Regions from separate parts of the Mus musculus genome. Here region 2 is linked to region 1. The links are chromatin contacts, called in public promoter capture Hi-C maps. All regions are on one chromosome and are shown on one strand. The core of a region is the stretch at or near the end of the contact, and the rest is flanking DNA. Distances in the headings are between cores, read along the strand shown. Region 1 overlaps Pou6f2 (POU domain, class 6, transcription factor 2). Region 2 holds the start of Vps41 (VPS41 HOPS complex subunit).

The links. Promoter capture Hi-C pulls out the DNA fragments that hold promoters and counts their contacts.
Region 2: a contact with region 1 is called in a promoter capture Hi-C map of trophoblast stem cells, with 3 times the contacts expected there. The contact joins the promoter of Vps41 here to the enhancer-like site in region 1. A contact is called at or near these places in 7 of 39 promoter capture datasets (cranial neural crest, embryonic stem cells, epiblast stem cells and 4 more) and 1 of 9 other capture datasets (embryonic stem cells).

Annotation. Positions count from the first base shown.
Region 1 is chr13:18,307,128-18,311,858 of GRCm38.p6, reverse strand. All of the region lies in intron 3 of Pou6f2 (POU domain, class 6, transcription factor 2), which reads left to right. Among named protein-coding and RNA genes, the nearest start is that of Gm31832, 28 kb to the right of the region's middle. Within about 2 kb of position 2,013, at least 9 of the 459 cell types and tissues checked have an H3K27ac peak or open chromatin away from gene starts, as enhancers often do. A contact at or near this core is called in trophoblast stem cells, where this site is marked.
Region 2 is chr13:18,714,468-18,719,198 of GRCm38.p6, reverse strand. Vps41 (VPS41 HOPS complex subunit) reads right to left here and starts at 1,907. Exons shown (of 29, transcript NM_172120.4): 1 at 1,863-1,907. The coding sequence starts at 1,883.

The DNA.
Region 1 (4,731 bases), core at 764-3,263:
ATAGTATAGTGTTCTCTGTTAAGCATCTTACTATTCCTGTATTGTTTAAACTGACCCTTTAATTTTGAGCTTAAGTAGACGTTTAAAGACCAGAAGACTATGTATTTGCTTATTAAGGTACATGGCATTGCACTGTTTAACAAGGCTATAGCCTGGATAAAGTAAAGAAAATTGAAGATTCTGGTAAGATTTACAGTTTTCTTTGGCTTGTGTAACCTCTTACAGATGATTCCCAACTTACTGTAGTTAGACTTAGGGTTTTTCATATTTGTGGTGAAGTGAAAGCCATAAACAACCAGGAGAAACAATATTGTGAATATTGAAGTAGTATCTTCACCCAGACTTACAGTGTACAACATAATCCTCTCTGGGTGCTGAGTTAAACCCCAAGCTACAACTCATAGCCAGCCACATTGATCAGCAAGGAAAAAGTGTATCCCCTGTAGTGCGCTGTACTCTAGGTTGGAGTAGTAAAATGCATTTTGCATTGATGTTGTTTTCCACTTTGGATGAGCCTGTTTGTGTTGATGTCCATTACAAATGGAAGAGGACTTGTAGATGTACAAACATTTGCATACACACATACAAGCATGCACTGCCATTTGCACGTACTTCACATTTTCTTATTGTGCTTATTGCATCTGACAGAATAAGAAAAACATGTGTTATCTAAACCCCCCAAGTTCTATCACTAACTTCCATCCCAAACGGGGCATACATCACGGCATTATAATACCCTGATTTTATTCACAGAGCGTACCATCCTCCCACTTAGCTTTAACTGTTAAATTAACATAGCCTAGAACCATATCATAAAAGAAAAATCTTGATTGAGTAATTGTCTTTATCATATTAGAATAGGGTATACCTTTAAAAGATTTTCTTGACTGTCTTAATTGGTCTAGGATGGCCCAGCCCACTGTGAGCAATGCCATGCCTAGGCAAATGATTCTGGAATATATAAGTTAGCTAAGCATGGGCCTTAGAACAAGGTAGCCCAGCAAGCAGAGCTCCTCCAGGGTTTCTGCTTCAAGATTCCTGTTTGTGTCCCTGCCCTGACTTCCCTCAATGAGAGCCTATGACCTGAAAGTGTAAGCCAAATAAACCCTAAATTGTTTCTAGTCATGTTTTATGTTTTAATCACATAAAGAGACAAGAGTGGCCATATATGCATATATCAGTGTAATAAGACAATCATTTCTTGATATTCATAAGGGAATGGGTCCTGAATCTTCTCAAGAATATGAACATCTGCAGACGCTCAACCCTTAAATATAACAGCACAGTATTTCCACATAAAAGGCTATATCTTTCTATATTCTTAAGATCATACCTTGATTCATTACAATGCCCAATACAATATAAATGTTGTATATTTGCTTAGGGAGCTGTGATAAGAAAAAATGTCTATACATTTTCAGCACCAGTATAAATGTTTTAAAACATCTTTAAAATACATTTGAATCTATAATGTGGGACCTTTGGACACAAAGGAGCAGCTGTGTTATGTTTGTGAAAATACTGGTAACTAACATATACTTCTTAAATATCACAAAGAATTGTTCCAAGGAATGAATCCAAGAAGGCATCCTAAATTGATTAGAAAAACCTCTAAATGTCTCTGCAACATAAAAGTATTTGCTCTTATTGTCAGAGAAGGATTATTAGAAGAGGCTGTTAGGCCAAAGGCTGAACTTTGAAGGAAAGGTAAAGTTTGTCCAGGCAGAGAAAAGCAGGCCTGCTGAAATAAACAGAAAGGTCAAACGCATACCTCAGGCACTTCTTGATTGCTCTTTACAAAGTGGTGGAGGGGGAGAAAGAAAGCGAGATAGAAAGGAAGGAAAGAAGGAAGGAAGAAAGAGACAGACAGAGAGAGAGAGAGAGAGAGAGAGAGAGAGCCAATAAGTTTACTATAAATTATGAAAATTCTATTCTAATTACCTCTGAAATCTAAAGAGTTCAAGCCAGTGGCGCTCCCAGGCCTGAGGCCCAGGTGTTTACTCCACTGACCACTTCCGGTGACTCACTGCCCCGCTAGCTCTGTCGTGGCTTTGGAGCAAGGACACATAGGAGAAACTTAAGGTAGTGTAACTGCCTTTCTGGCCTACTTCCTTTAGAGAATTTCACATTTTATATCCACAGCTTCTCTTCAAATATCACCCACATGATTGTAACCCATGTCTGGCATATTGAAAATAAAGTAGACGTATTTACAAGGTTTCCATGTACCTTTCTATAGGGGCAGGCAGCTTCCAGTCAGTCCTCCCCACTGTTGCAAGAGAAAGGCTTCACAATTTATATGCAACTGTGAACATTAAAACAAGGAGAGTTTCTAATAATAATTATTTCGTCAGCAGTGTTTTTAATTCAACTTGGTACTTTTGCAGCTGAGCTGTATATAAGCCACCCTCTGAGGCTGGTGAGCACCCTTTCCATCCAGCGTGGACTCCATTAAACTAAGCTTCTGTAAACAGACATCAATTACAACTATTTTTAAGGGGTTTAAAATGTAATCCAACAGTGCTGCTTAACTAAATGAATCCTGGGAAGTGATCTCCAGTGAATTAATAGAGCAGTGTGCGGACACGTCGCTATGACTCTGAGCTAATGACTGGAGAAGATCAAATTAATTATGAGTGTCTCCAAGGAGTTTTCTGGAAGAATCCTTTACCAGTGGAAGTGCGTTTAACCCTTCGTGTTCAAAAGCCCGGACACTTTCTAATTGCTAACATATCAAATAATAACAGGAAGAGAAAGGTGTCTGCCTTCTCCTTGGAAGTGCAGGTTTCAGATGTATCAAAGCATCTCTCCCCACTGGGAGAGAGAATTCTTGTGAAGACTTGGATTCGCCAGTCCTTTATCAGAGGCTGGAATCCAGCTGAGTTTGTGTTTGACCCACCCTCTGAATTCCCTTGGCAAGGATCTGCAGGAAATTTTAATGACAGTTGTATGGCTAAAATGTATCCAAGAAAGAACTTTAATTGGTCTTGGAGAATAGCTATATGAACACTGGTCAGATGTGAGTCTGTACTGACCAGGCTAAGGGGTTCAAAGTCATGATAAACATGACCGTATCCCAAAAGGATGTAATACAGGTTGAACATCCCTAATATAAGACTCCAAAATGCTCGAAAATCTGATTATTAACACAACTCTTTAAATGGAAATTTCAGCAAACTGACATACTAAAAATACCATATAAAATTGCCTTCTGGCTAAGTGTACAGGGTAGATGGGAAACAAATTAATTCCATGTTTAAACTAGGGTCCTGTTCCAAGTGTCTCATTATAGCAGAGACATGAACAGTAGTAAAACTGTTTTACTTTGGGATATGGGATACGAGATGCACAAGATTCACCACAAAGGCTGCCGAACGATCCAACTGCCCCAGTCAACCACAGCAGGACCATACTCAGACCATGCTCTCTGTCCCACCCATCAGGTTCTGCAGGAATTACTCTTACCCCAGCCCTGGCTTTGGCCCTCTGTGTTTCCCTGTAATGATTTTTGAAGTGTTTTGTAAATAATCTGCCTTTAATTTTATTATCATGGTGCTGAAAAAAAAATAGTGGTTATCAATGATGGAGTGCCTGCTGCATAGCATGATGGGAGGTAAAGGGCCAACATGTAAAAATCAAAAGGAAGGAAAAAGAAAGAAAGAAAAGCATGTTGTAATTAAGAGGTAAATGACAATGTGTAGAGCTGGAAGGCAGACATACACAAGAAGAAGGCAGGAGCTGCACACGCAGACATACACAAAATCACATTATGGCAGAAATAAAGGGAATTTTGTTCCTGGACTCTTGGATCTTCAAATACAGCAGTATCATTTTCTGAAACTTTCCAATCTTTAAGCACCCGTTCTTCATCCTTCTGCAGAATGATCTATGATAGCCATGCCTTTGGTTTTGAATGTGTGAGTTTATTAATATAGTAAGCCAATGTTAGCGGATAAATAGCAAGAGTTACATAAGTAGATGGTCAGACAACCTGACTGGGAAGCCCTTTGAAGAAGCTAGAGGGAATGCCTAGTTGGGACAGTTTCCGAAGAGACTTTCAAGTAAAAGAAAAAACAGCTGCAGATCGATAACCCCTACAGCACTCAGCGGAAATGAACTGGGGTAGTTAAGGCAACCTGCTGGAGCAACTCGTTGAAACTTGAGAGAGAAGCTTCTATTCTCAAACTTCCAGCTCTCCTCCCACTGCAGACACTTTTACACTATGGAATAAACAATGATAACCTGTGTTGGAAACTAGCTAGTTTCAAGGGTGTTTTCTATTGGGTCGTTTCGCTTTTCCTTTTCCTGCCTGTCACAGAGTTAGGGGTTAGTCCATCACCTGATAAGCATCCTTTAAGGAAACAAACATGCTCGAGTTCCAAATGGGGGGAATGTCGAATCGTATCAGCCCATGTCTCTCACTTGGCAGGTACTATCCTCCTTTCAGAACCAGTTCTCAGGGAACTTAAAGAGCACATGAAAATTTTTTCATAATTGAATATTATGAGCAAGAAGTATGAATATTACAGAGCCCTTTTGTTTGGGGCATGAGCTAATGCATGTGTGTCTTCAATGCATAGGCTACATATCAGGCCCTGGGAAGGCAGCGGGTATCTCAGACATGTGGCTTGTCATTGCATATCCTACAAAGGTTAATTTTCTACCCAGTCACCAAAATATTTGGCATTATATAGTCTGAATAGGTACTCTTGTTCAAAGCTATATGCCTAG
Region 2 (4,731 bases), core at 658-3,157, 410 kb before region 1:
AAACCATGAAGATGATAAGGGCTATTCCACATCATAAAGTTTTTATATATATATATACACATACATACATATATACACACACACACACACATATATACACACACATATTCATATATAAAATTTAGACAGGTTCTTCAGCATATTTTAAGACACAAGGTAGTGTGAAGAAAATGTGAGCTTTGGAGACATGACACTAAAACATTATAGATGTAAGCATGAGACAGTTCAAACTGACTGCATTTCAATTCATTTCTCTGTAAAATTCAATCATTTAATATATTAAGTATTAAGCAATATCCCAATATCAGCCATCAGTAATGAATAAATATTTATCATGTGGCAAGCAGAAGTGAGAATATACAAGGAGAAATAAAAAGCTTAAGATCATAAGTATTATGTAGACGAACATCAGAAGGTGGTTTCAAAGAATGAGCCACAATCGGAAAGCACACCATCCCAGAGGCCTGAGGACAGTAAGGGAGAAGGCCTTGTAGACGTCAGAGATCATGAAAAGGGGCAGTGTGAGCAAAGGTCCTGCGTGGGTACAGGCCTGGACTGGTTACAGAATAGCAAGAAAGGCAGCATGAGACAGAGTGGCTTACAGAGTCACAGAACCGAGGAAGGGGTGGATACTCAAGGCCCTTTAGGGTGATTACAATATGGGCACTGTTTTACCACAGTTTGGGACAAGAGGATTTAGGACATGGAGGCTGTATATGACTTCCATATCAGAATAAATATTTACCTCACAGAATTCTTTTAGAAGGACCAAATGCCATGTGTGAGGATCTTTTTAAGCTCGAAAGCACTGCACAACTGTGAATCAGGTTATCTGCCTGATTTTCTACATTTTAACATCAGACAGCCTTGGCAAATTCCTCTTCTGCATGAGTGGGAATACAAGGGCTACTCCATATTTCTATCACACTGGGTCTAATCTAAAAACTTAACTTGGATGTTTGTTTTACTACAAAACCACAACTGTATTTCAACGTGAAATGAAAATGCTCAATGTGAAAAGCCACCTTGCAGTAGTCAAACTAAGCAAGGTCTGCTGGGAAGGAAAACTCTTTTGCCTCGGACCTGCACTGCAAAAGACAGTTTGCACAAATGATAGTAAAGAGGCTCTTGTTAACGTAATGACAAAACCCAAATTTTTCCTTGTCAAATTCCGTAACTTTTGGCACACTCAAAATAAAGCACAGATGTGAACAGTAAAAAGTCCACTAGTAAATGTCTCTTAGGACAGTAAACAGAGCATCACCATGCATGTCTTAAGGAACATCACAGAAACTGGCAAGCAGGGCATTTAATATATGAGGGGGAAATATGGTAGATGATACATACATATATATGCTTCTATGTGTGTGTGTGTATACATATATGTATATGCATATACACACATACACATATATACATATACTTAAGGAATCTCTTCCGAGTTTTAGCCTGAGTCTTCTATTTTGTTAGTTTCATTTAATTTTGTCCTTCGCCCTATATCAGAACGTCTGTATGAAAAAAAGGCAATAATTTGTACTCAGCACCTCAATGCCACTTCTCAGCTATAGCTGGACGTTTCCATCTACGTCTTGCCAGCAACGGGAATAATCCTTAAAGCCTTGCATAGCAGTCTACTCTTAACTTGCCTTTTTCAAAAAATCCCATTTAACATAAACCAGAAGGGCTGAGCCCAGGCAAGGCCGGCTCGGACAGAGCGGGTGTGCAAGGCGCTATCCGCGCGGAGAAGGGCCACCCCAACTCGCCCGGTCAGAGCTGCCACGTTCCTGGCACTCCGCGTCCCAGAACCCCTCGCTCGGGTCTCCAGCTCCCGGCTGCCCCGAACTAGTTCTGCCAGCGTTTACCTGCTCCTCTGCTTCCGCCATAGCGCAGCCTGAGAGTCATGTGACATACCCGGAAATAGGAGAAAACAGCCCCTGGGCCACAGCCTACTGGGAAATGTAGTTTTTCCCGCACACTAATCTGGTTCCTTAGCCAGCTCTCATTTTTGCTCAACAGAGACACCACTATATCTATAATTAATGCTAAATTGTTATTTTGTTGTTGGTCTACGTTCTGTTGTTATTGTAGCATTAAGTTCTTTCTATTTCAGGCTCCCGTTTACAGTAAAATTATGAATTATCTCATTTTCTATTTCAGGCTCCCGTTTACAGTAAAATTATGAATTATCTCATTTAGTCCTCCCTGTGATCCCTCCTGTTACCGCCATTAACAGGGGAAAGGATAGTAACTCGGAGATTTCACTAAACTTACCTAAAAAGCCTAGGTTTAGAACCTATCCCTCTCCGAAGTCTAAGACTACTATATCAAATGTTCTTTAGTCTGATATGTTGTTGTGCCTGCCCACTCACTTTTTAAAGTGATAGTGACTATTTATATAAAAAAAAAAAAGTCTACAGTGGAAAGTGAGAAAATAATGTGTATTCCTGCAAAGATTTAGTATCTTGGTACATTAAATTGACATCTTTCATTTTAATTTAAAATTGAATTGTATAGATATTTTGTCTGCATGTATGTCTGTGCACACTTAGGAACCTCGTGTCCTCAGATGTCAGAAAAGCATATCAGATTCCCTGGAATTACAGATACATATATTTGAGAGCTGCCATATAGCTGTTGTGAATCAAATCTGGTCCCCCGTTAGAGAAAAAATAGCAACTGACATATGAATATAGAAAATTATAAATCTCTATTGTTTAATTGCTTCGTAACTCACATTGACTATCTTCAAGATACAATGTCAGATAATAATTTGTAAATGTAATATGAAAAACATCATTTAGAAAACTTGAGCTATCCTATGTTTCAGGACAAAGTAAACTATCTTTCCTATTCTGTGGGAATTCACTCATCTTATCCACTGATAGCCATTGTCTGTTTATTGTCTTAAGCAGCTGGCAACTCACAGAGGGCAGCACAGTTGGCAGACTGTGGCAGATGCCTCAGTGCCCTTTCGTTCCCTGTAATTCCCACTGACAGTAGCCTAGTAGGAAGTCATATTCTTAGTACTCAGCATTTCCCTTAGTCTCTAGATGTTGCTTTCTCAACTCATGGTCTTCAATGACCTGGAAGCCATGACGATGTCATCTTTCAGACTCTTGTCTTCTCCCAAGAGCCTTAATAAACCTCCAGCTCTTCCTGAGGCCCCTCTTCCAGTCTGCGCACCAAGCAGCTAATTTGGACACCCACAACCAAGGGTCCAAGGTCATGTCTGATCGAACAGAATTTTATATATGTTATTAAGCCACTCAGGCCCAAACAGCACTCATGGTGGACTTCAAGCTACTGAAAGACCTTGTTGTGAGAATTTTTTTTTAACTGGCAGGTGCCTAGACAATCTATCTCCTTCTTTCTAAGGTACCAATAACAAACCAAACTTCAGACCCATCAAGCTCCCCTGGGGAACCAATGAGCTTATTGAGCTTACAGAGCATGGGTGAAGGGCTACTGCCTGGAGCACAAGTGGCCCCAAAGCAACCACAATGGAAAGTTTTTACCCTCCCTGGCTGAAGACTTAACCATAACAATACATGGGTTTTCTTTTCCTTGTTTTCCCCTAGCCTAAGTCCTCTAACCTCTCACAGAAACTATGAAGGCACACACAATCAGTACAAAGCTGCATGAGGCTGGCTGTGATGAGAGATTGGGATGAGAGGCTGGTAAGGGTCCAGTGGCTCTCCCTACCTCCTCCTATGAAAGAATGATTGTTTACAAGCAGATGAAGATGGATATTGTTTGATTCAGAAGCTAGTGCTGTGCAACAAGCTCCTGCATAGCAGACACAGAGCAAGCCCTAAGTTTAATTTCCACGGGAAATAGAAGACATCTAAATCTTCTGTTCCTCTGATTGTCTTCACAAACCATCATTTTTCCTTTTCTCATTGTGAACTGGATCCACAGCATCTGGTGAGACTGGCTGTCTCCTGTTTTGATCTGACACAGACATGAAAGAGGAAGACAAAAGCAGGTTTATTACCATGGTTTTCTCCTTGTTTTACTGGTCGTTTCAATTTTGATGAGAATCAGTCATACCTAAAAGCAGTGATTCAGGGAAAGTCACCACTGAATTCTCAAACAAGGGTTTGTTCTGGACAACAGTGTGTGATCCACTCCACCCACTTCAAATTTTGTTGTTATTGTTGGGTTTTGTTGAGACCAGGTCTTACTATGCAACCCTGGCTGTCTTAGATCTCAATATACAGACCAAGCTGCCCTTGGACTCACAACTCCTACTCTCCCAAGTGCCTTGTTTAAAGGCGTGAGTTGCCATGCCCAACCTTCAAATTTTGATGACTTCTCAATCCTTCCTTTCTTTTATGTTGGGATTCTTCTTAACCCTGCCTGTCAGTTGAAAATCTTCCTGGAAAAAGTCCTCTGAGGGATGAAGATTTGGACCAGTGGTTAAGAGTGCTTGCTGTCACCATCTTCAGGAGTCAGCCTGAACAGACACATATGAATATGTGTTCACACATAGACACACAAATAAATAAATAAATAAATAAATAAATAAATAAATAAATAAGTAAGTAAACAAATAAGTAGATAAGATGATAATTTTAAAATGAGAACCAAAAGGTCTTCTGAGAACTCAAATCAATCAGGGCTGTAGCTCTAATTTCACTGCTGATTTATCTGTCTGTCTGTCTGTCTGTCTGTCTGGGCTTTCTTTTGCAGCAGCTGAATGGAGCTGTAGGTTTGTATGTTGAATGAGTT